6 separate regions of the Mus musculus genome follow, and all the other regions are linked to region 2. A link is a contact called in public ChIA-PET, HiChIP or PLAC-seq, Micro-C and promoter capture Hi-C data. All regions are on one chromosome and are shown on one strand. Each heading gives the region's core, a stretch centred on a gene start, on an enhancer-like site or on the middle of the called end of the contact. The rest is flanking DNA. Distances are from core to core; before and after follow the strand shown. Region 1 holds the start of Ift46 (intraflagellar transport 46). Region 2 holds the start of Cbl (Casitas B-lineage lymphoma). Region 3 holds the start of Oaf (out at first homolog). Region 4 holds the start of Kmt2a (lysine (K)-specific methyltransferase 2A). Region 5 holds the start of Mpzl3 (myelin protein zero-like 3). Region 6 holds the start of Jaml (junction adhesion molecule like).

Region 1 (4,033 bases), core at 466-2,965, 540 kb after region 2:
AGCAGTCAGGTACTCTTACCCACTGAGCCATCTCACCAGCCCCAAGTTGTTTGTTTTAAAAGGTTGAGAATCTAGAAATGCTAGGACTTGAATATTTTGTAATGTACACATGTATAGAAACAACACAAAATGCCCCATAACTCTGTACAATTTTTAGGTATCGATTTTCTTTTTTAAAGAAGCACGTATGAGTCTCTCATTTTTCTTTTTCTGAGTTGGGATTGTAGGTCTGAACACTATAGGTTAGTGCCCTGCTGCATGTACATCTGCAGGCCAGAAGAGGGCATCAAATCCCTCTCATAGAGGGTTGTGAGCGACGATGTGGGTGCTGGGAATTGAACTCAGGACCTCTGCAAGAATAGACAGTGTGCTTTTCTTTTTTTTTTCTTTTTTTCTTTTATTATTTTGGGGGGTGGTGTGGCCTCCAGATAGGGTTTCTTTGTGTATAACCATGACTTTCCTGGAACTCGCTTTGTAGATGAGACTGGCCTAGAATTCAGAGATCCGTCTGCCTTTCCCTCCTCAGTGCTGGGATTAAAGGCATGTGCCACTGAAAGACCCACAACATGAGGACTCCCCCACGTTCTGACTCAGGAGAGGCGACACCCCAAAATCACCAACGAGAAAACGGTCTTGTTGCAAATTGCAAGAGGATTTTTATTCAAGAGTGCTCTCGGGCCCACGGTCATACACCACGCAGGGGTAGAGGACTGTGGCGCCCCGAGTAGCTGAGTAAGGGGGTATTTAAAGGAGAAAAACCACAACTCAAGGAGGTGGGAAGGGCGTTGTTGGAAAATACCAAAAATACCAGGTAAGAGTCACAAGGAAGTACAAAGTCACAGGTGTCACAAGGAATACCTGGTAATTGTTAACTCTCAAGACAGTTTCTAAGAGCCCCTAACAATAGCACATTTGCATTGCAGCTTCCGGTAATGGTCAGGGTGACTTTCTTTGAATGAATACTCCTTGAACTCAGGAAGTGGGTGGGTGGAGGAATGTCACTATCTGTTTTATGATTAGCATACCTTGGAGCACTGAGTTTACTACTCTTTCACCACCACGCCCAGCTGTGTTATTTTTTATTTTATTTTATTATTATTATTTTTTATCAATTTTGAAACTGGACCTCAATAGCCCAGGCTGGCCTCAAATTTACCAAGTTACTTACTGAGTCTGATCTTGAACTTCTAATCCTTCTACCTCCACCTCCAAAGCGCTAGGATAGCAGTTATGCACCAGCTTGCCTGACTCATAGTTTTCTTTAGCAAGTAAAAACACAGGACACAGATAAATCCTAATCTCAGATGAAGGAAGAGAAAGTATGCTCCTGTGACATAGGGTATCGCGAGGAAAAGGGCTATCGCGCCACAGAGATGCTATAAAAGGGCTTTTAAACATGCTTGGACTTTTCCTTGAAGAGTGTCTAAACTGTGGATTAGGCCTATCTAGGAGAGACTGTAGGCCAAATGAGCCTTGTCTTTGAGATGACAGTTTCTAGTTGGAGAAAAGAAATCCACTAGCCTGGCCTTCCACCTTTGGCCACTAGATGTCACAACCGACTCAGTTGCGGAAACCATAGATAAGCGGGCTGCTAGACCGCCTAGTGCCCGGGGCCGCTCTATCCCAGCGCCGCGTCTCTGCTTCCGCCACCACCGGCCGCAGCAGAGGGGCGGGGTGGCGGCGCAGTGGCGGGGCACGTCTCGCGATCGTTCCTTCAGACTCTCGCTTTGTTTTGATTTATTTATCTTTTTCCCTAACGACTGACAACAGGCGGCTTGTTGCACTTAGGGATCCTTGAAGTGGCTGGGCCTGAGAGTGAGACCCCAGTCCTCGGCTGGGGTTCTTTCCAAATAGAAGAAACGGATCCAGAGGGGCTACAGGTAATTGGTGCTCCCGCCAGCGTTCTTTGCTCTCTGCGCCCCACCAACTGCCCTGGATCCTTGACTCTCCGAGAACCCGGTGGGATCCTATCTTCAAAACGGGCGGAAGTAGAGGTGATGCTCTGAGGATTAGTGGATGGGGCCGAGGCTGGAATTTGCCTTCTCTCAGGACCATCCTGTCCCATCCCCATACCCTCCACCTCTGGCAGAAGCCTCAACAGCTGTGCGAAAACTGACCAAACCTGAGACGGACGGCCGGCCGCAGTCTGGCTGTGCATGCTGTGCTTCCCTGCCTGCATCTTATGTAGAGCTTTTGGGTTGCTGCTGGGAAGGGTTGGATACCGTTTTCCACTGCACTTCTCTTGGCACCCAGCCAATGCTAGCTAAATAATGCTCTTGGGTCAGGAAACTTTCCTTTGGGGGAAAGCTTGGATCGGGGTGAATGCATCTCTGCACCGAGGCTGGATGTATATCCCATGATAGGAGCTATGTAATCGTATTTCCTTTTGCTTAGACCAAAATTGTTGAGAACCAGACATACGATGAGCGTCTAGAGATTAACGACTCGGAAGAGGTTGCCAGTATTAGCACTCCAACCCCAGGACAGCAAGGTAAGAGAAGATGAGAGACAAAAAAAAGGGAGGTGATTTTCAAACAAGTGGCGCAGATAGGATTCAGGTTGTATTCAGCAAGCTCTTAGCAAGTGTTGACCTCCTGCTTTAACTTGGCGCTGATTTTGCTTTCTCACTAGTTGAGGGAGAAACCAGTCCATCAGATTTTGGGATCTTTGAGTGCAAACTTATCCCCTGTCATTTTTAACTCGCTGTTACTGCTAGTAGATTCTGGCACAGGTTCGCTGTGTTTTGGGTTTTTTTAATTTTTTAATTTAATTTAATTTAAATTTAATTTAATTTAATTTTTAAATTACTATTTTAGAAATGTTTATGTGTATGTATGTTATTTGCTTGCATGTTTTTCTGTGAACCACCTGCCTGCCTGGTGCCCTCAGAGACCAGAAGAGGATGTTGTCAGATCTCCTTGAACTGGAGTTACACATGGTAATGAGCTGCTCTAGTGTGGGTGCTGGGAACTGAACCCTGGGTCCTCTGGAAGATCAGCCAGTGCTCTCAATCGTTGAGCCATCTCTCCAGCCTGGCTCACTGTGCTTTTGTTTCTAACAATTCATTAAGATGCTTCATCACTTGCCCTTAACTTGCCATCCCAGCTTTAATCGAAACAGAGTTTTATCAGAAGACTTGATGCCATTCATTTATTCACCTAACCTTTTTTTCTTTCTTTCTTTCTTTTTTTTTTTTTGTTTTTTTTGTTTTTTTGAGACAGGGTTCCTCTGCATAGCCCTGGCTGTCCTGGAACTCACTTTGTAGACCAGGCTGGTCTCGAACTCAGAAATCCGCCTGCCTCTGCCTCCCAAGTGCTGGGGTTAATGGCGTGCGCCACCACGCCCAGCCCTCACCTAACCTTTTTTGGTTTTGTTTTGTTTTTCTTTTTTTGAGACAGGGTTTCTCTGTATAGTCCTGGCTGCCCTGTAATTCATTCTAGACAAGGCTGGTCTCCAACTCAGAGATGTGCCTGCCTCTGCCTCCCCATTGCTGAGAGTGAAGGTGTGCACCAGTATTCTCAGCTCACCTAACATGTTTGAATGCTTGCTATGTGCCATGTTAGCACAACAGCAAACAAAAGACACATCCCTGCCAACCTGACACTTGGAATCTTAGAAGAAAGATGGCCGGTGACTAGACAGTCTTCATGAAGAATGTCATGTGTGCAGGATGGAGGCAAATGGTTTACTGCTATGAAGCATAATGGTGGTGGGTGGGGATCGATTTGTGGCCAGGGAAGACTCAAGAGGAAAGACCAGTGCCTGGTGAGAGGGCAGTGTGTTATGGTCTGATCAGAAGGGAGGCGAGAGGCTTATCAAGCAGAAGTCCAGAGGCTGTTGCTGTCACATGGAGAATTTATTGGAGGGTTCTCAGGTGAGATTGGGGTGGTGAGTGAAAGTACTGTGGCAGTGGCTGGGTTGCCATGGTAATGGCTTGGACTGTGGCACGGATAGAGACATGGCACAGATACAGCATAGATTGCCCTTACAGAATCATTAAGGCTTGCTCCTGCGTTAGATTTGAGTCCTCAGT
Region 2 (3,743 bases), core at 1,028-3,527:
TTGACAGGCTGAGGCAGGACTGCTGTGAGTTCCAGACTGGCCTGAAGATGCATAGTGAAAGCTTGTCTTGAGAAACTAACATGGATGAATGTTGAGTCAAAAGTTCTGTGGGTGGGTTGGTGTCCTAATCACTCCACCAGGGCTTCTGCTGGGCCACAGGAGGCAGCCACCCCAGGCTCCATAGCACCTTGTCTGGCCTCAGTGGGAGAGATTACAGAGACTTCAAGTGACAGAGTCAAGGGGATACCCAGGGGGACACCCACCTGCTCAGAAATGAAGGGGAGGGGGATTGGGGAAAAGGGGTGACCAGGAGAAGGGTGACCAGGAGAAGTGTGAGGGATGTGAGTAAGAAAACAAACAAACAAAATGGTTACATTCCCTGCCATCTCCAGACAGTCTTGGTTATACTGGGCCTGGAGAGACTGTGCAGTGGTTAAGAGCATTTGTTGTTCATGCAGAAGACACAGGTTCAATTCCCAGCATCTGGCTCGAAAGCACCCATAACTCCAGTTCCAGGGAACCCAACATCTGACTGCATGCATGTGATACAATCATACATGCACACAAAATATCCAAAGTAGTCAAATATTTTAAAAAGAAAAACAAGGTATCAGCATATCTTTTCAATAAAGTCAGTTCCACAACACCAAAATAATCAGCATACTTATGCCATTAATTGCAATATCAACTGGGACCAGGGAGGGGGGCTGCCACAATTCAAATTACTTAATGTAGGGGGGGGGGGGTCAGCCCTGGAAAAGTGGCTCTGAAACCTGGTATGGAGTGCAAGAGTGTTAATTCTCACACAAGACTTATTAAGCATTTATATAGCAGTTACATTGGCCAAGTGCTTCATAATCATTTTATTGGCTGTTTCTAGTCCAAAACAACCCATAGAGAACTTTACAGAAGAGGAACCTAGGCCCAGAGAGGAACCAAAGAAAACCAAATTTACTCCGGAGGAAATAACACCATTCACTTACATGCCGGGGCCTCCTAATCACATTTATCTGCAGTAGGAATGTTGAAAAAAATAATAACTGTGGTAAGAGTTAAGGAAACAGAGCACTGACTTCCAACAAAATGTTAAGACAAGATTGTGTATTCACGTTTAAGTACTGGGGCCAACTACAAGACTACATTATACAGGCTCAACTGTAAGGAAGTAAGATTCTCCTGATTGACAGACTTAAAGGGCTAACCATAGGCAACCCCACCCCCGCACCTGATTTTATAATGGCTATCAAAGGGGTCTTAAATAATAAGCAGGTAGGCCCGTTACAAAAATCAAACACTACAGCCCAGCGAAAAGCACCGAGAGCAAGCAGGAAGTTCTGTAGAAGTCAGACTATTAATTCAGCACGCTCAGTCAGTCCACCTTTCGAAAGATAATGGTTCTAACCAGAACTTGTGGTTTAACCAGTGCCTATCTCAGCAGCAGCGATGGATTACATCCAACACTTTGCAAGACAAAAACTTAAGCCATCCTTAGCGGAGAAGGGAAGTTCCTTCCTTCCCTGCCCCCATTTAAACCCACCTCTTTTTCTTTGATCTGTGTGCTACATCTTAATGAGAAAAAACTATAAGCTCACCCTGACCGCAGTCAGCCGGGCCGCCTCCTGAACCCAAGTCCCTCACCCAGGGCGACTCCTCTTCCAAACCCGGAGCCGTAGCCGGCAGATCCAACACACATCCCACCCCCAGCACCCCAGGCCCACCTCCCGGGGCTCACTCGACGACCCACATCCCCAAGCTCCGCACCCCCATCGCACTTCCGCCCGGGTGGCGCGGTGACCAGCCCTCCCCCAGCCCCCACCCCATCTTTGTCTGGCTCCCCCACACCTCAACGTTCCCAACTGCCAACGGCAGCCCTCCCTGGCGCCCCACCGCCCACGCCCACCCGGCGCCGCGCGCGCCCGCAGGCCGCTCACCTTGTCCATGAGCTTCCAGCACTTCTCCACCATCTTCTTGTCCACCGTGCAGGGAGGGTGCGGGCTGAGGTGGTGGTGGTGGTGGTGCGGCTGGAAGGCGTCCTTCATGAGCCCGATCAGGCCGCCCGCTCCCGAGCCCCCAGAGCCGCCGCCGCCGGCGCCCGAGCTCTTCTTCACGTTGCCGGCCATGGCCAGCGGAGGGTCGGGAGCCCGCTCGGCCGCGAGCGAGGGAATGGAGCCGGGCGAGAAGGAGGGGCCTCTCCGGCAACCACCGCCGGCGCTCGCAGCCCAGGGAGTGAGAGGGAGGCGCCCGCCCTGAGGCGCGCCCCTGCGCGGGCGCGAGCGCGGCCGGCGCAACGCGGGGGCGCGCGCCGGAGACGGGCAAGCACGGCACGCCGCGGCGACCCCCAACGCGCGCACGAGCTCGCGTGCACCCGCGTGCCCCGCGGCTCCCGGAAAGCCTCGACCAAGTTTCCGCGCCCACTGCTCCCGCCCTGACCCACTGGGACGGGCGGGGCGGAGCCCAAAGAAAACTCAGTGCCTGCGCCCTCTGCTGGAGAAGAGAGGAATGGAAGGAAAGAGGTGGGGTCCAAGGTAGAACCTGCGCACTAGGCAGAAGAGAAGCCTGGCCGTCCATGTTCGTTGTGGCCTGGGCTTGTTGCCTCCGGGAGTTGAGTCATGGCTGTGCTCGGATTAAGACGGGTAGGGATGGAAGGAGTCTTCTAAATGTGGATATTGAGCTTCGAGTTATCTGCCTCATCTTGTGGAAAGATGGAAAAAGAAAGCCAAAGTTCGTTTTCTTCCCCTTAGTGTTTTTATTTTTGTGGTGATTGGAATTGAACCTACGACCTCACACATCCTAGACAAGTACCCCACCTTGAGCTATATCCCTATTCCACCATCTTGTTTCACCATGTAGCCCTGGCTGCCTTGGAACTCGCTGTGTAGACCAGGGTGGCTCTGAACTCACAGAGATTCACATGCCTCTACCTCCCGAGCGCAGGGATTAAAAATCGCCTTGGTATTTATAACCCTCAAAGGTTGGGAATTCAGTTGCTGCAGCTTTTTGCAGACTAAGTCACATAAAGGTTTAAGGTTAAGGACACTCGCGTCTCACGCGCTTCTTCCAGACTTTTTAACCTTTTTAAAACAAGTAACTTCCTTTTGATCTTTTTCTTTCTGAAGAGCAATTCCTTTTCTGGGAACTGAATATGTACTTTAAAGATATTCTATTGCTCAGCGGAATGCGCTGGCGGCACGAGGCCCCGCCCACAGAGGCTGTGAGCCACTTGCATGGAGGGAACAGAAATTCAGCTCCCGGACACCTTCACTTCCCTAATCTTCAGACTTCACTAGAAGTACTTTGAAAATAGGAACTTCTTTTCCAAAGAAGAAGAAAGTACCCAACCTTGGTTTGCTAATATTTTTTTAGCTCCAAAACCATTTGGTGACATTAAGTACTCAGTTCTGCCACCAAGCCTTTGGCTGGTAGGTTGTTGAACTTGTCCAGTACTTGAAGAAAGAAAACAGTCTCTGAACACCAGAATTATTCAGTCCCACAACTTTGGGTTGCAAATCAGTCATTTTTTTTTTTTTTTTTCGAGACAGGGTTTCTCTGTGTAGTCCTGGCTGACCTGGAACTCACTCTGTAGACCAGGCTGGCCTCGAACTCAGAAATCCACCTGCCTCTGCCTCCCAAGTGCTGGGATTAAAGGTGTGCGCCACCACGCCCGGCTGCAAGTCAGTCATCTTTAAGACCTTTTTGAACCTGTATTATCATTTCATGTCAATAGCCTGCCTTTTATTTCTTTG
Region 3 (3,663 bases), core at 290-2,789, 990 kb before region 2:
GGGGGAAGAGCTGAGAGTGGATGATTAGAAGACTCTCCTCCCCCCAACCATGAGATAAGGTCTCACTCTGTAGCTCTGTATAGCCTTGAACTTGTGTTCCTCCTGTCTTAGGCTCCTGGGATGACTGGGGTGGCATTTCACTGTCTTTTCTTTCAGAGATTTCTGTTGTTGGGTCACCGTCACTCAGCACCCTGGAGTTCCATTTCTGGATAACTCTAACATCTCTTCTTCTCTCCATACCACCACACCCACACAGAGACAGAGACAGAGACAGAGACAGAGAGAGAGAGAGAGAGAGAGAGAGAGAGAGAGACGGGACGGGAGGGGGGCAGCTAAACTGTGGACTTCACCAGCCCCTGTCAGGCATGGGCGGAGACACCGACCACCCTTTCCAACTGAGGGGAACCTCCCCTTTTCTCTCCTCCCTTCCCCCAACTCTGCCTAGGTCCTCTGGCTCCCAAGTAGTTCAGCCCTTCAGGTTACAGAGGAGAGCTGCTACCAGACTTGGGAGGGACCAAGGGCAGACAGCTCTGCAGGGAAAGCGATCCCGGAATGGTGCTCCAGGCTGGAGGTCTTGAAACCGCTTCCTTGCCAAAGAACAGCGGAGTAAGGGAAACTAACTTCACACCAACACAACAGGGAGAGCCCAAGGTCCTCTTGCCACCTGTGGATTTCCCCTTTAGTCACAGAGGCAGTGGCAAGAAAGGAGGCCTTGTTAACAAGAACTTTTGTCGGAGTGTCAGCTTGGAGTGCTGAGGAGGGAGCGGGCTTTGAAGCCGGTCAGTGCGTGAGAAGGGCCTTGGTTACTCAGAGCCAAGCAACAAAAAAGCTAGAGGGGTTCACGAAAGAGAATAAAGACCGGGATCTGGGTGCCAGAGAGTGGGCAGCGAGTTAGAGAGGTGACCTTGGGCATGTCACGTTCCCCTTTCGGCACTGCGTTTCTCTTCTGCGGGCTTGAGGGTTCCTGGGACGCCCGACAGCTTGCCCGCCCTCCGTGGTGGGTGGGACAGGACTCTTGATGGTACCTCACCTTCTTGAAATCCGCGATGAAGGAGATGAGAGTGCCGTCGGGTTTGCGCAGATCAAGGCTGATGCTGTCCGCGTCGCTGTCCGCCTGTAGACTCTCCTCGATCACCTGGCTGTCGGGCAGTCTCACTCGGACCCGCAGCTCGGCCGGAGCGCCGCTGCCCGCGCCCACGCCGTGCAGCGCCCCAAGCAGCAGCGGCGACAGCAGCAGCAGCAGCAGCGGCAGCGCGGGGCGCGCCGAGGGGACGTCGCGGCAGCCAGGGGGCCGCATCCCCGGGGCCCCCGGCGCGCCGCGTGGGGGAGGGGAGACGCGCCTACAAAGTTTGCTCGAAGTTGGGGGTCCGGTTCGGGGATTCCCGGCAGTCCCCTACTTCTAGAGGGGAGACTCAACCCGGAGGTTCCCCACGACGTGCAGCGAATTCACGTGGGCCGCGTACAGCCACGCACCCCGAGTCCCGGACGGCGCCCCCCGTGCGTGTCCCCTAGCCGCCCCGATTCCTGAGCTCCGGACTCCGTTCAGCACTTTTCATTCAATCCCACCCCCCGTCACTTCCTTCAGAAAACAGAAACCACCAGGACCTGCCTTAAAGAGACCGCGCACCTCTTGGCCCTTAAAGGGACCGCAGTGGCCCAGAGAGGGGCGGGGATTGGGGACCACGGGGCTCAGCCGCTTTGTGGTCTAGGCTGGCTTTCTCTGGATCCCTCCCTCCCGCCGCGCCCCGTCACCGGCCGGGCCTTGTCCAGAGTTTGCGCTCCGGGCAAATCCCTTCCTCCCATTAAGGGCGGGACGGGTGACTCCCCCGCCCCCTACACCCCTCTGGCTTGTTCTGGTGCCACGTGGATGAAATAATCGGGCTTGGGTTTTCAGAGGTTTTGCTTAGTCTTTTAGTTTCTCTGACACAGCGAATTTCTCAAAAGCGGCTGGGGGAAAAAATCAGGCCTCACCTAGCATTCTGGTCTTTTCCTAGGTCGGGGAGTGCAATTAGGGGTTGAGGGCCATCTGTGCATCCATCAGGTGTGAGCTGTTTTTGTAAGTGAGGCGGCCAATCTGGATGCGGCCATCAAGGAGCTTAACACTTTATGAGCCGTTATTCAGTTTTCTCTCCTGTGTTCAGTCAGCCTTTCTCCAGCCCAGCCCACCGCTCAGGGCCTCTGCTCTTTCCGATAACGGAAGCACCAATCAAGGGCCACAAAAAGACACTCCTGCTGTGCCAGAGACTCCAATAAGCTGAGTGAAGACTTGGGGAGCAGGATTCCCCTCTGGTTGGTGACACACAAGCATACTTTGAAAATTGTTTGAGCCTAACTGTCTGCTAGTGAACACAGAGGGTTGGGCGTCCCTGGAGATAAGGCCCCCTGGGCATGGCCAGGACCATTGTTTCTCCTGTCCATTGCCACTTCTGTTTGTTCCAGGTGCCCTGTGGTCTCTAGGGTCTTGATGACAGATGGTTGAAACTGTGCCTCCCCACTCCACCCCCTTCATCTTTCCTTCCTAGGGGATCTCTAGCACATGATCCACCCCCAACTAGCATGAGCCCGTCCTTTGGAACACATATAGGACTGAAGGGGACTTAAGATGTCCTCCATCAGCTAGAGAAAGTACCCAAGGAGCTGAAGGGATCTGCAACCCTATAGGTGGAACAACATTATCAACTAACCAGTACCCCCGGAGCTCTTGACTCTAGCTGCATATGTATCAAAAGATGGCCTAGTCGGCCATCACTGGAAAGAGAGGCCCATCGGACTTGCAAACTTCATATGTCCCAGTACAGGGGAATGCCAGGGCCAAAAAGTGGGGGTGGGTGGGTGGGTGGGAGGGTATGGGAGACTTTTGGGATAGCATTGAAAATGTAAATGAGGAAAATACCTAATAAAAAAATGAGAATTAAAAAAAGATGTCCTCCATCTCACTCGGGGCTTCCTAAATTTGCCCTACTTCAACTGTCACTTTGATATTCATTATGACACAGCTTCCAGGATCCTTAAGCCTATAGGTTCAGACTTTCTGGGAGAGGACAGGGAGGCAGCCCTGGCAACAAGGTCCAGTGTGGTGCTTGATAAGCCAGAGGTTGGTAGACACTTGGTCCTTGACAGCATCTTTATGGGGAAGCACCTGGCTCGAGGAGTATCTTTTCCTCACTCTGGGGAGTTGGGGCAGGCTGCCAGACAATAACTGGATTGTTTCCTTGGGGTCTTAGAGCCTGAGCTGGCAGCACCGAATTGCCTGGGGTCTCAGAGCTGGCCTCTTGCCTGACAGGATGCTAGATCTCAAAGAGGCCTTCGAGCTGGGAGTGCCCCCATGAGTCAGTTCCATAGTCATTAGGGGCCTCACCCAAATTTCCTAACTTCCTCTGTTTCGGGTCCTGTCCCATCCATCATCACTGGTTCTGTCCCAGGCCCCGGACCCTCCCCCGAGTCCAAAGATACCCACCTCCCCCAACCCCCAGTCCCCAACAAGAACCAAGAAGAGTCTCTATTTCTCTCTTCAGACTTTGTGGCTTGGAAACACAGATGGAAGATGCATCTTCCCTGTGAATAGTCCTTCTCCATTTCAACCTAATCTCTCTTCTTGTTTGTTTGTTTTTGTTTTGTTTTTCGAGACAGGGTTACTCTATGTAGCCCTGGCTAGGCTTCTCA
Region 4 (3,543 bases), core at 494-2,993, 650 kb after region 2:
GTTCTCAGCCTTTACCTCATCCACCTTGAGTCTCCCACTAGGAATCGCAGAAAGACTAACTTGGCTTCATAACCCTCCTCTTTCTCCCAACCCAAAGCATCAACAACCAACGCCACCACACTAAGGCAAAACTGTCCTTTTATCTACTCTCATTCCAACCCGGCTTTCCTCCACCCCCTTCCAAGACCCAGGATTGGCCTAGGAAAAGGTGGATCAATAATGAAATGACGAGAAAAAGAGAAGGGCGGGAGGGAGCCAGGGCCAGAGGCTGCAAGCTCTCAGGCGCAGTGGGTGGGGTAAGAGAGCAGCTGCTTCCCTTGGGAGGATGCAGTCCTAGTTCCCCCACAAACATCACCCCTCACCGGGGCCCCCTTTCTCAAGAGCTGGAGAGAAACCCTGCTCCTCTCAAGGAGAATGCTAGAAAGTAGCTCTGCTCCAAGCCTAGGGGAACACTGGACCATTTTCCCTCGAACACACCTCTGGTCCTTCCTCTAAAGGAGGGAAAGGGGTGGAGTTGGAGGTAAATCCCTGACACCAGCAGCCTAGGAAACGTAGCCCTGGAAGATGAGGAAAGAGACAACGCTGGGGAGAGCACTGTTATCTTCGCAGGAGAGATGAGAACGACAAGGTAGAGAGAAAGCTTTCCCCGAGGGGTAGGGCGGAACGAGGAGGCCTGGTGTGCAGGAGGTGGGAGTGGGCTGGTGGTAGAGGTGAGACAAGGGGGAGTGACTGGCAAGGTGAAGACCTGGCTGGGGAGGGAGGGAGGGTTGGTCAGGTTTTCAGAAGCAAGGTGCAGGAAGGGACCTGGATTTCCCAAGGGCCAGGATAAGAACCTGGCTCTGGATGAAGCCACCACCCGAGAGATGTCCAAGGGGGAAGACTGCCCTAGGAGTAACACATCTGCCCAGGGAAGGAGGCGGAGATGTGGCGGGATCAGGTCTCTGGCAGAGGGAGGGAGGAATCTGGCTCGGATGAGGTAATCTGTGAAAGGGAGGAGGGGTTCAGTCCCGGGATGGGAAACCCCCGCAAGGGGGTCTGTGCCAAGGGATTTGGGGAAGGGTCCAGGGGAAGAAGGCGGGACGGGGGCTAAAGGCCCTCAACTAGAAGGGTCTGAGCCCTCGGGTAAGGGCGCCTGGGGGTCTGCAGCCCATAACGGGGGTCCTGAGATGGGAGGGCCATTTGCCCCACGTTAGGGACCCCAGGATGTTTCCAGAATTGGGATGCTCCTCAGACCTGCATGGGGGAGGGGAGGGGTTCTTCAGAGGGTCGAGACCCCGGACCTTGGGGTTCCTCGCCCCCTTACCTCTCCGCTGCCGCCTCCCCCGCCGCTCTCCCCAAACACTGCCCGGAACCGGCGCAGGTTGGTGCCGATGGCGGCCGAGACCTGCAGCGCCGCGTCGAAGCCCGGGCCCACCCGGAGCAGGGCCGGCCCTGAGGAGGCTGAGGACGATGACGAAGACGAAGACGAGGCGGACGACGAAGAGGCTGCTGAGGCGGCGGCCGCTCCCCCTGGAACCCCAGCCCCGCTGCTTCCCGCCGCCGCCGCCGCCACCGCCGGGGGGGAGGGGGGCGCCCCGGGGCCGCCACCGCCGGCCTGGGGCCCGGGGGGAAGCAGCAAGGCCGGGACGCGTTGCCGCGGGGCGCCCCCTAGGCCCCGGCGCCCCCCGCCGCCGCCGCCCCCGGTGGTCCCGGGTCGGGCGGGGAAGCGCCACCGACAGCTGTGCGCCATGTTCGCCCCGTAAGTGAAGCAGCGAGAGGGAGAGGCGACAACACAGGGGGGCGGGGAGGCGGAGGGGGGGGAGCGGCGGGCCCCGGAACCTGCCTAACCCGCCTGGCGCCGCCCAGATGGCCGTACCCCGCGGCCCGCTATGCCGAGCGCCGGGTGGCGCCCGCCTGCCCTGCAATCTGCATATGAGCCTCTGGCCTCCGCCTCCGCCGCCCGGAGGCCGCTGCTCTATGCCGAGCCCCGGGCCCGGCTCCTCCCGCCCGGCAACCTGGATAAGTGCATGCCCCGCCCTCCGGGAGCGGCAGCGCCAGGGAAGATGAGGGGGGGAAGGAAGCCCTGGAGCCCGGAGCGGAGGCGGGTTCCGGGGAGAGGGGGGAGGGGGCGAGGGCGGCGGGAGGATGGAGGCGGAGGGAGCGGGTGGCCCGCAGCCGAGAGAGCCGAGAAGCCGATTACACACGTTCCCGGGACGCGCAGGGACTTGAGCGGCCCAGGAGAACCGCTTCCAGTGCGGCGCGGCTGCTGGGTCCCCGGAGGAGCGAGCCTTCTCCGCCGCTTTGGAGAGCGGCGGGCTTAGCCCTTATGGAACGCTTCTAGAATCCAGAAAGCTCCATTGTACTCCATGCAAAACCCAAGCGTCGCCCAATTGATTCTATGCAAAATGGCAAGGCTCTCGGCGAACGCGCCTTAAAAAAATAAAATCCAATAAAAGAGGAGCCCCTCCCATCTTCACGCTTGGAGCTCTTTCCAAAATCCACACAACCGTGTGGTCGGCCTCTGCCACCTCCTCGCTCCACTGTGCGCTGGAGGGAGGTGAGGGGCTTCTGGTTTCCGTGCCCTTCTCCGGAGTTGGGGTGTGTTTTCCCAGTCCAGGCGTTGGAGCCACAGCGTGCGCTCCGCAAACGACCTGGCGTTACAACGGAGCTGAAACTGGGTGGCTAACGGACAGGGCCTGGAGGGAAGAGGCGGGCAAAGGCGCCCCGCCCCTTCTTCCTCCGCTTCCAGCCTGCCGCTGCATGCAAAGCAGACCCTAATGTATGCACACGGAGGGAGGGGGCTCGCCAGCACATTTCTCATGATTGGGAGGGGGGGGGTTTGAAGCCCGGCGTAGGGCATTATGATACACAGGGTTAGCAAGCCGAGAGGGAGGGAAGAGGGGTAGGGCAGTGCCGGGGGTTGATGGTGGGGTGAATATCCACGGGATTTACTTTATTGCAGGAAATGGGAGACGGCGCCTCCAGCGAGGCGTTAGAAGCCTGCGGGGATGGAAAAGCCAAGGAGGGAGGGAGAGATTGCTGCCCGAAGAATTTGCCTTGGCTGAGGCTTAGGGATCGATACACTGCCTGCAGACCCGGAGCAGCCTCCATCTCCCCCAACCCCCAGCCGAGGTGGAGTTCGCAGGAAGGTCATGCAGCCGTCCAGGTCTCCCGCACCGGTACCCGGCGCTGCTCTAACCAGGACCTCCCCGGGTGGCAGATTTGGGAACGACAGGGTGGTTCATAGTAAGGCAGGTAGCAACCAGCTCCAGCCCACTGGAGGGTGTACTGCACGCCTCCAGAGGTCCACGGCCTCCTGGTGCTGAAAAATCTACGTCCTTCCTACGGAGAGACGTCTGTGCCTGAGGAGAAAATGGGGAGGGGGGGGGGGGAGCGAGGAAAGGAACAGAGAAGGGGAGGAGACATAGTCAAGCCCCAACTCCCCAAACTCGTCCGGGATCGATCATCGTTCCAACCACGCAGGATGGAGCCCAGATGGTTTGCAAAACGCACATTCACACTACGCACGCACAACCAGATTCCGTTGTTGCTTCTCGTGGCTTA
Region 5 (3,830 bases), core at 522-3,021, 820 kb after region 2:
TTCTATTTCTACATATTGGATCTTGTAATTTTACCCAGTCTTTACAAACAAATTGGCATAATTTAAATATAAATTTTGGTCTTGAAATTCATTCTATACATCTTGTTCCACTTTTTAAAATGCCTAAAAAAGGTTTTGTTTTTATTTCTCTCCCTCCCCCCCCCTTAAAAATTAAGACAGGGTCTCACTACTATATAGTTCTGTCTATCCTAGAACTTGCTCTGTAGACCAGGCTGTCCTTGAACTCAGAGATCCTACTGCCTCTGCCTCCCTAGTGCTAGGAATAAGGGCATGTTCCACCATACCCTGGTCTAAAATTTTGATACCTAGTTTTGAAGCTACAAGTTAGAGCTATATTTTCTCTTGTGAATATAACAACTGGATATTTCTTTAAACAGATGGCCTGTGTATATTTCATATTTGTAATGAAGTAGTTAAAAACTCACAGAGAATGTCTCCAGGGAACTTGCAGCTTGTGTCTTGTTTGAATACTCATGGGATATCAGGTTCTTGTTCAGTGTCTCCTTCCTAAGAGTACTTTTGTACTGTAACTTATTTTTTATTATGCATGAATCACTGTGTAAATAAACCCTTAGTAATAAAGAACTATGATTTTTATTATTTGCTTACAAACAAATCTGCAAAATTCACAACAGCAGTTAATGGAAAACAAGGGAAGATGTTTAACTTTGCTCAAGTTTTCTTGGTAGATAGTAGAGTTAGACACGCAGAGCAATCATTAATTGATGAAATTAATTTCTAGTAGTTTTATATTTCTATAGGCTTCACATATTGCTTTGGAGGACTGGGAAATGGGCAAAATGATAGCACACATTTGGAAGACTCATTTCTTGGACCTAACCCTAATCTGAGTCTTACGACTGAAGTCCAGGTTGTCCTTAGTTCTTCTGCCCCAGTCTTGCAGATCTTGGATTTACAGGCTTTTGCCATCCTACCTGACTTAGTTTGGGAACTTTAGAAACAAGGATATTTGTTTTTCTACTCTTGATTCTTCTCATAGAAAAAACTACCGGCTTCCAAGTCTAGTAAAGTATGCCAATGGAAAATGTCAGCTATGAAATATTTCCAAAAGCTGAGGCTTTTTATTCCCTTTTACTTTCATTAACCATGGCGGGTCCAGGAGAATTGAGTGATTACACCAGTAAAGCGGGGTCCTTTCCACCCTTTCTTTCAGAGCATGTTAGACTGTCTCATTCCACGTCAAGTACCGTGATAATGATATCCTTACTTTTAAAATGCAAAGATACACAAACCCAAGTTCCTCCTCTCCTTTAATACACACTGTAATGATTTCATCATCACTGTCACTGCAGTAATTTAATAAACATCCAATTCTGAATGATGTAATGGCTACATTAAAAGGTACACAAATGACGACGCTTGCACGTATTTACCAAAGGACCCAAAAAAGATATATTTATTCTGATCTTGGATGGTCGCCTACGTTTTCCTGAACTTCAAATGTATGAGAATCTTTTGTGAGGGTTCAACTTAGATATTCTAGAGAGATAACTTCTGGATTACAGTCGGAGGATCGAGCCTGGTTCCCTGGAATTCCATAAAAATAGAACTGTTTTTTCAGTCTGTAGCCAATCTGAAGCAGAAGAGCGCAATCAGATCCTCCTGAGAGTCAAAGAACCGCTGATGAGGGTAACCGGGTACGATTCTAGTAACAATCCTTGTCCCTGATTGAGGTTGGGTCCGGGACGGCTCTTTCAAAGGTGACTCCCGACATGACGTCACTTCCGGCACCACCTGCATGGTCCCCGGGAGGCGTAAAGAGGGTGTGTAAGTATCGGAAGAGCTGTCGGGATGCAGCTGGCAAGAGGAACAGTAGGAGGCCGTGGCTGCGCTCTCTTTCCACTGCTGAGCATCCTAGTCGTCCAGGGTGAGTGCGCCAGCTGGCTGGACTCCACTTCCGGCAGGGGGCGGGGGGGTCAGGAAAGATGGTCGCTTTTCCGGTTCCGGGTTGGGGGGTCTCAGAAAAGCCCCCGCTCGGCTTCTGCGAAGGAAGGAAGGAAGGAAGGGAAGGAGGGGGTGTGGGATGGTTTTCTTTCCCGGCTAGCACCTCCCACTGCGGAGAGTTGGTTCCCCTCAGCTCTCAGAGCCCGACCACCTTGTGAGACTTGACACCGCCTTGATGATGCCTTGACGAAACCACAGCGAGCACAGGCTTGGCGGACACTCACTGCTCTTGTGAGATTCTCTGTGCTTGTCTGCCAGGGTTCTGAGTTGCTGTTACACCCTGGTCGGAAACCGGGCAATTCGTGTTCCAGTTATTTTGAGAGACACAATCAGGGCTAGGGAAAAAAAGGAAAAAAAAAAAAAAAAAGAAAAGAAAGGAAGAAAGAAGAAGAAGAGGAAAAAAGGAAAATCATGACTTAGTGATTTTATTTCAGGGGCTTTTAAATAAAACATTTTAGACAAGAGTTATAGTGTGATTTTTCTTATAGCAGGCATATTGCTGAAGAAAAGGCACCTTAGGACTTTCTAAACATTCTGAAGTATAAGAAAAGTCATAGCCATTCTTCTGAAACTTGAATCTTTTAACTATTGTCAGTACAGTGTTGCCATAATGACACTATTGTAAGGTTTGGATAATTTTACTTTCATGCTATTCCAATTTCTAAATTTCAATCCAAACTAATTAGCTTCATTTTGAAATGCGAATATTCTCTTGATTAGTGTGTGTGTGTGTGTGTGTGTGTCTTCCTAAGAAATGGAATACTGGTATAGCTAGCATTAGAATGAATTGTTGTATTGTAGCATTTCTCTGAAAATAATGGACATTTCTGAAAGGGGTCTTTAATATTGTGTAAGTATTAGGTGGCTGAGTCTCATCAGGTAAGATGAGGAGGTTTTTGTTTATCTGGTGACTAATCTGCATGTTGCCAGCACACTCCCTGATCCCTCCCAGCTACCTATGTCATCATAAATGTCCAGTTTTCCCTCTGAGTTCTTTTTACAACAGAGCCAGGCCTACTGTCACCTCATATAAACTCATATATATATATATATATGCATACATACACACACACACAGCAGGGCTGTGGAGGGAGAAATGTCCACATATTGTCCCAATGAGAAAAAAAAAAAAAGATCCTAGAAATTGTGTCTTTTTGTAGATCTAGTGTCATTTCACATATACGAGCAGGTGTCAAATCTAGCAAAACAAATGGTTCAAATTAACTCTGGAGGGCTGGTGAGATCAGTAGGTAAAGGGGCTTGCTTTGCAAGCCTAAAGACCTGGTTCCATCTTCAGACTCTACATACAGGTGAAAGGAGAGAACCAATTCAATAGAGTTGCCTCTGATCTGTACAAGTATGGACACATTCTATTAATAGTTTTAAAGTTATTGATCACTGTGTAGAAACCTATTAAAGATATAGATTTAAACTCCTCACCCACTCCTCCAGGTTTTTTTGAATAGATTTACATTCTGCCTTTAAAACAAACAAACCAGGGGTCTGGAGAGCTGGCTCAGTGGTTAAGAGCATTTGCTGCTCTTCTGTAGGACTCTGGTTTGAGTCACAGAGTTGACGTCATGGCTTACCATGATTTGTAACTCCAATCCCAGGGAATCAGATATCCTCTTTGGCCTTCATAGACCCCCGATATGCAAGTGCTGCACATAAAGGCAGAATTCCCAGACACATAAAATAAAAAAACAAAGGTGGGTAGTTCACAGGCCTATTCATTCACTAAAATACAGTTCAGTAATTTTTAGTGTGCATGGTGTGCAATCATCATTACAACCACTTCGGGAACATTTTTATCACCCAAAAGAGAAACCCTGTATCCATTCTGA
Region 6 (3,945 bases), core at 234-2,733, 850 kb after region 2:
CCAGAAAACATTCAACAGTTTCCAGGACAGGACAAATTTCAAAAGATGAGCATTACCCAGGCTTTGTTCTACTGGGTCAATCCATAGAACAAGGGATGGATGTGTATGTATAAGAACGCTTAGTCTGAAGGGATGATTGAAAAAGAGAAGGATCTGGCATTCAGGATGGCCTGAGTTGTTCCCCAAGATGGCCAAGCCACTCAAAGGGTCTGCTAGGAGAACAGCTTGCTCTCTGTATGATGGCAACCCTCACAGTCGGAGGAAACCTATACAGCAACATGGTGGGCGGAGCACTGGCCAGGGGAATCTCTGGAAGCAGCTAAAGGTGATCAATCAGCCAGGCTGCATCTGTACAGTAAGAGAAGAAGAAGTGAAACTTCTGTGTCCGAAACACAGCCTCAAGTTTTCTATTCTCCAAGTAATTGTGCTTTATTTACATAAAGCTGATTTCTCAGCAAATGCCTCTTGCCAGTCAAGATTTTTGTTGTTGTTTTGTTGTTGTTTAGATATAAGGGGTTCACAGTGTAGTCCAGGCTGGCTCCTCCTGCCTGAGCCTTCTGGGTGCTGAGATGTCCAGCATACACCACTAGGCCTGGCTGATTTGAGATCTTGCTTGCAGAGTTTGTAATCCAGAAGGGAGGTGACATCTGCAGGGACCTGAGATATGAGGCTCACCTGAGTGAGCTGCAAGTCTTTCCTTCTAGAAAAAAACTATACATACTGCAAGTAGGACAACTGTGTCAACCCCTCCACGGTTCCAGGACATCGCAGAAGAGGAGGCAGAATGTCAAAGCCAGAAGACAGGGATGCCGTGCTTCTGGATAGGACATGGCCCTGGTAATCATGTCCACACAGCAGCTGTGGCTACCTGCAGAAGACTTATATATGCACATACACAGGCACACATGGACACACACACACACAAATGAACAATGCACATAGACACACACTGGGACACACACACACACTGCAGGCACATAGGCACACTCAAGCTCACATACATACCACACACAGGCACACACATAGGCAAAGATGTACACATGTACACAGGCATCACCCCCACATACACACATCAGCGCACATGCATGTACATACACCACACAGTAGCATGCCCACACACTGTACACACAGGCACACACATGTATACATGCATGCATGCATATACACAGGCACACATAGGTGCACAGTGCACCCTCTATGCACAGACACCACACACACACACACACACACACACACAAGCAAGCATAGGACTAGCTGGGAAGAGGATCAGCAGGGATGAACTGGGAATAAGAGAGGGTGATGAGGGTGAATATGACCATCACAATACATTGAATACCATTTGTAAAATTGAAAAAAAAACCCATAATTTAAAAGTAATGGAAATATAAATGCAAATTGAGCAGTGACCTAGATGATTGAATGGAGAGCCTTGATTGGGAGGTTCCTGTTTCTGTTTCCGCAGCCACCACAGAAGGCATGCACATCTGTGTTGCTTTGAGCCTGATCTCCTGTGCTGGCAGAAGTCTCTCAGTTGGTGTGGGCGATGCTGTGGCAGGAGATCGCGGTGGACTGTTCTTCCTGGGCACTGTCATCTTGGGTAAGCAGTGACTTTGTGTGCTGTGAGCCGTTCTTTGAGCTGTTCTGAGGAGATGGCCAGTTGTCATTCAAAGGAAGGGTGGTGAGATGGGCATTGCTGTAGGATGAGGAGGCCGTGCATGGAATTCCCGGTCTCTGCAGGTGGGCTGCTGTGAGGTAGACCAGTAGGTGCAGCTTTAGTGTCTGTAGTGTACTTTGTGTGAAGGTTCTCAGAGAAAGAAGTAAGCCTTGCTTGTGGTAAGCACGGACGGGGTTGTTTAGAAGGTCTAGCTTTCCTGTTGCCGATGGCTTGAGACAGAATCGTGACTGCTTTTGAGCTCATGGCAGGACTCCTACCTCACTGTTTTCTCCCTGATCTGGATACGTCACCAAGGCAGTTTCCCAAGAGACTCGGACTATTTATTGTCTTTACTCATCACACCCTGACATAGCCTCCAGAAAGGCAGATGCAGGCCGGATGGTGACTAGATGCATGCTGGGCTGGAGGGAACAGGGAGGGATGTTCCCAAGGTCCCATCTGAGTACATGTAACCTAGGTTGTGTTTCAGAAGCCACGAAGCACCCCTCCACCCAATCTGTATTACTTGGTCTTAGAGGGAAAGTCAAGGGCATATTTCAAGAGGTTTGTATCACGCAGGGTGGCTATGAGGACTTGTGAACTTACAAATTTCTGAGAGCCCAAAAGTGCACAGGAACGAGCAGGGGACTTAGCATGGCAGCGGAGAGGGGCGTGCTTAAGAATGTCACACAGTTGTCTGATTTTATGGTCTTGGTTATTACCGGGGCAAATGGCTAGGAGACAGTCCCCGCTCTCCCATTGTCTTGCAATATTGTCATATCTGAGGGCCATTTTCATATTCTGTGTGGCATTCTCATTGTTACAAGTCTCTTTTCGGAAGCTTCCCTCCACTGCCATAATTATACCCAGGGGGAAAGTTTCTATTCATTGTTAATTGTAGGAAAGAGTTCCTGGTGGTTGCACACACCCTAGGACTGATAGGAGATTTTTGCCAGGAGTCACTGTGGAGGAGCCTTGAGCTTGGGTCAGATGCTCTGCCAGCAAGGGAAATGACTGACTGTGTGGTATCACCTGAAGGTTGTCTGCTGAGCTAAGTCAGTACCCAGAAAGGGAGCAGGGTAGGGAGGATAGCTTAACAGGCAAGGCGACTCTGAGTACGTCTGCTGGGATTTTAAAAGCCAAGATTTCATTTGTGTGTGTTTAGAATTCAGAATTTTGGAGAATCATATGTTTTAAAATATACGTGTGTGTGTGTGTGTGTGTGTGTGTGTGTGTGTGTGTGTGTGTGTGTAGTCATGTGCTAAGTAACATTTTAGTTGACAATGCACAGACAGGAGTCCTATACGATTATATAACCTAGCAGCATCTTAACCTTAGTTTGCGTAGGTGTACTCTGGGATGGTCACAGAATGGAATTTCCTGATGACAATATTCCCCCTTACTAAATGATGTATGAGTGTGTGTGTGTGTGTGTGTGTGTGTGTGTGTGTGTGTGTGTGTGTGTATACACACAAATTCTGAATATTTGCCACCAACTCAGGAAATTGAAACTTAACTAGAGGCTTCTTGGTAAATTCTCAAGGTGTCATGAGCTTTTTTGAGAATCTGTAAACTGAGGATTTCCTGGCCCCCCGACTCCAACACTATGCTAGCACCTGAGCTGTAGTGATACATAAGCACATTTTTAGCCTCTTGGAGCTTATCATCTTGGAGAGTGAGAGGAAGAGCAAATATTTAATCAGATGGGCACCCCAGCAAGTAGATGATTACAAGCTGTGGCAGATACTAGAAAGAAAGATAAGTAGCACGGTGAAGGCGTGTGGCTAGGTGGCCTGTCCTAGGATGGAGGGATAAGAAGAGGTTTCTCTGAAATGACATTTAACTTGACATCCGAAAGAGGAGCCAACAGGAATTCAGGGCGTGAAGGTATGCACAGAGGTTTGGAAGAACACTCAATCAGGGAGAGCATATTAACCTTGCTTCCCCAAATAAAGCCTAGGGAGTCTGCACACTAAAACATCAGCGACTCTGACAGGTGTGGAGAAATCACCACTTTGTGTGTGATGTGATGATATAGGCTGGGCTTGAAAGATCCACACATCCAGATCTCCTGGGCTTGAATTCAGACCGTGCTAATCTGCTATGAGTTCTTAGGCAAACGGCACCACTCACCTGGACCTCAGTTTCCCCGTCTGCAAAAAGTCTCGTGGTTGTGGTAAAGACTGAGTGAATTCGTGTGTAAACTGCTCAGACAGTCCCTGATAGTACAGCTTTCTCTGTTTATTTCATTTTGACTCTTGCTAGTGTAGCTGCCTATCAACTAGAGAGGA

Evidence for each region. Hi-C and Micro-C count contacts between places; a contact is called where the count stands out from the background. ChIA-PET counts read pairs in DNA pulled down with a chosen protein or histone mark. HiChIP or PLAC-seq counts read pairs in DNA pulled down with a chosen protein or histone mark. Capture Hi-C pulls out chosen DNA fragments and counts their contacts.
Region 1: a promoter capture Hi-C map of adipose tissue shows a contact between it and region 2. The contact joins the promoter of Ift46 here to the promoter of Cbl in region 2. A contact is called at or near these places in 1 of 484 Hi-C or Micro-C datasets (embryonic stem cells), 4 of 115 datasets of contacts at active chromatin or transcription factors (bone marrow-derived macrophages, effector CD8 T cells, memory CD8 T cells and 1 more) and 2 of 9 other capture datasets (adipose tissue and pancreatic islet).
Region 3: a contact with region 2 is called in a Micro-C map of embryonic stem cells, with 7 times the contacts expected there. The contact joins the promoter of Oaf here to the promoter of Cbl in region 2. A contact is called at or near these places in 1 of 39 promoter capture datasets (erythroid cells), 1 of 484 Hi-C or Micro-C datasets (embryonic stem cells) and 2 of 115 datasets of contacts at active chromatin or transcription factors (extraembryonic endoderm stem cells and microglia).
Region 4: an HNF4G HiChIP or PLAC-seq map of pancreatic cancer cells shows a contact between it and region 2. The contact joins the promoter of Kmt2a here to the promoter of Cbl in region 2. A contact is called at or near these places in 2 of 39 promoter capture datasets (both in liver), 1 of 484 Hi-C or Micro-C datasets (CD8 T cells), 1 of 115 datasets of contacts at active chromatin or transcription factors (pancreatic cancer cells) and 1 of 9 other capture datasets (liver).
Region 5: a contact with region 2 is called in a promoter capture Hi-C map of adipose tissue. The contact joins the promoter of Mpzl3 here to the promoter of Cbl in region 2.
Region 6: an RNA polymerase II ChIA-PET map of memory CD8 T cells shows a contact between it and region 2, with 15 read pairs. The contact joins the promoter of Jaml here to the promoter of Cbl in region 2. A contact is called at or near these places in 1 of 39 promoter capture datasets (liver) and 1 of 115 datasets of contacts at active chromatin or transcription factors (memory CD8 T cells).

The regions. Positions count from the first base shown.
Region 1 is chr9:44,771,294-44,775,326 of GRCm38.p6, forward strand. It overlaps Ift46 (intraflagellar transport 46), which reads left to right and starts at 1,716. Exons shown (of 12, transcript NM_023831.3): 1 at 1,716-1,880; 2 at 2,395-2,491.
Region 2 is chr9:44,231,769-44,235,511 of GRCm38.p6, forward strand. Cbl (Casitas B-lineage lymphoma) reads right to left here and starts at 2,278. Exons shown (of 16, transcript NM_007619.2): 1 at 1,932-2,278. The coding sequence starts at 2,120.
Region 3 is chr9:43,238,277-43,241,939 of GRCm38.p6, forward strand. It overlaps Oaf (out at first homolog), which reads right to left and starts at 1,540. Exons shown (of 4, transcript NM_178644.3): 1 at 1,031-1,540. The coding sequence starts at 1,297.
Region 4 is chr9:44,879,546-44,883,088 of GRCm38.p6, forward strand. It overlaps Kmt2a (lysine (K)-specific methyltransferase 2A), which reads right to left and starts at 1,744. Exons shown (of 36, transcript NM_001357549.2): 1 at 1,304-1,744. The coding sequence starts at 1,729. Gm39326 (a long non-coding RNA gene) reads left to right here. Exons shown (of 4, transcript XR_870694.3): 2 at 1-3,158.
Region 5 is chr9:45,053,410-45,057,239 of GRCm38.p6, forward strand. It overlaps Mpzl3 (myelin protein zero-like 3), which reads left to right and starts at 1,772. Exons shown (of 6, transcript NM_001093749.3): 1 at 1,772-1,909. The coding sequence starts at 1,834. Mpzl2 (myelin protein zero-like 2) reads left to right here. Exons shown (of 6, transcript NM_007962.4): 6 at 1-634.
Region 6 is chr9:45,077,700-45,081,644 of GRCm38.p6, forward strand. It overlaps Jaml (junction adhesion molecule like), which reads left to right and starts at 1,484. Exons shown (of 11, transcript NM_001005421.4): 1 at 1,484-1,597.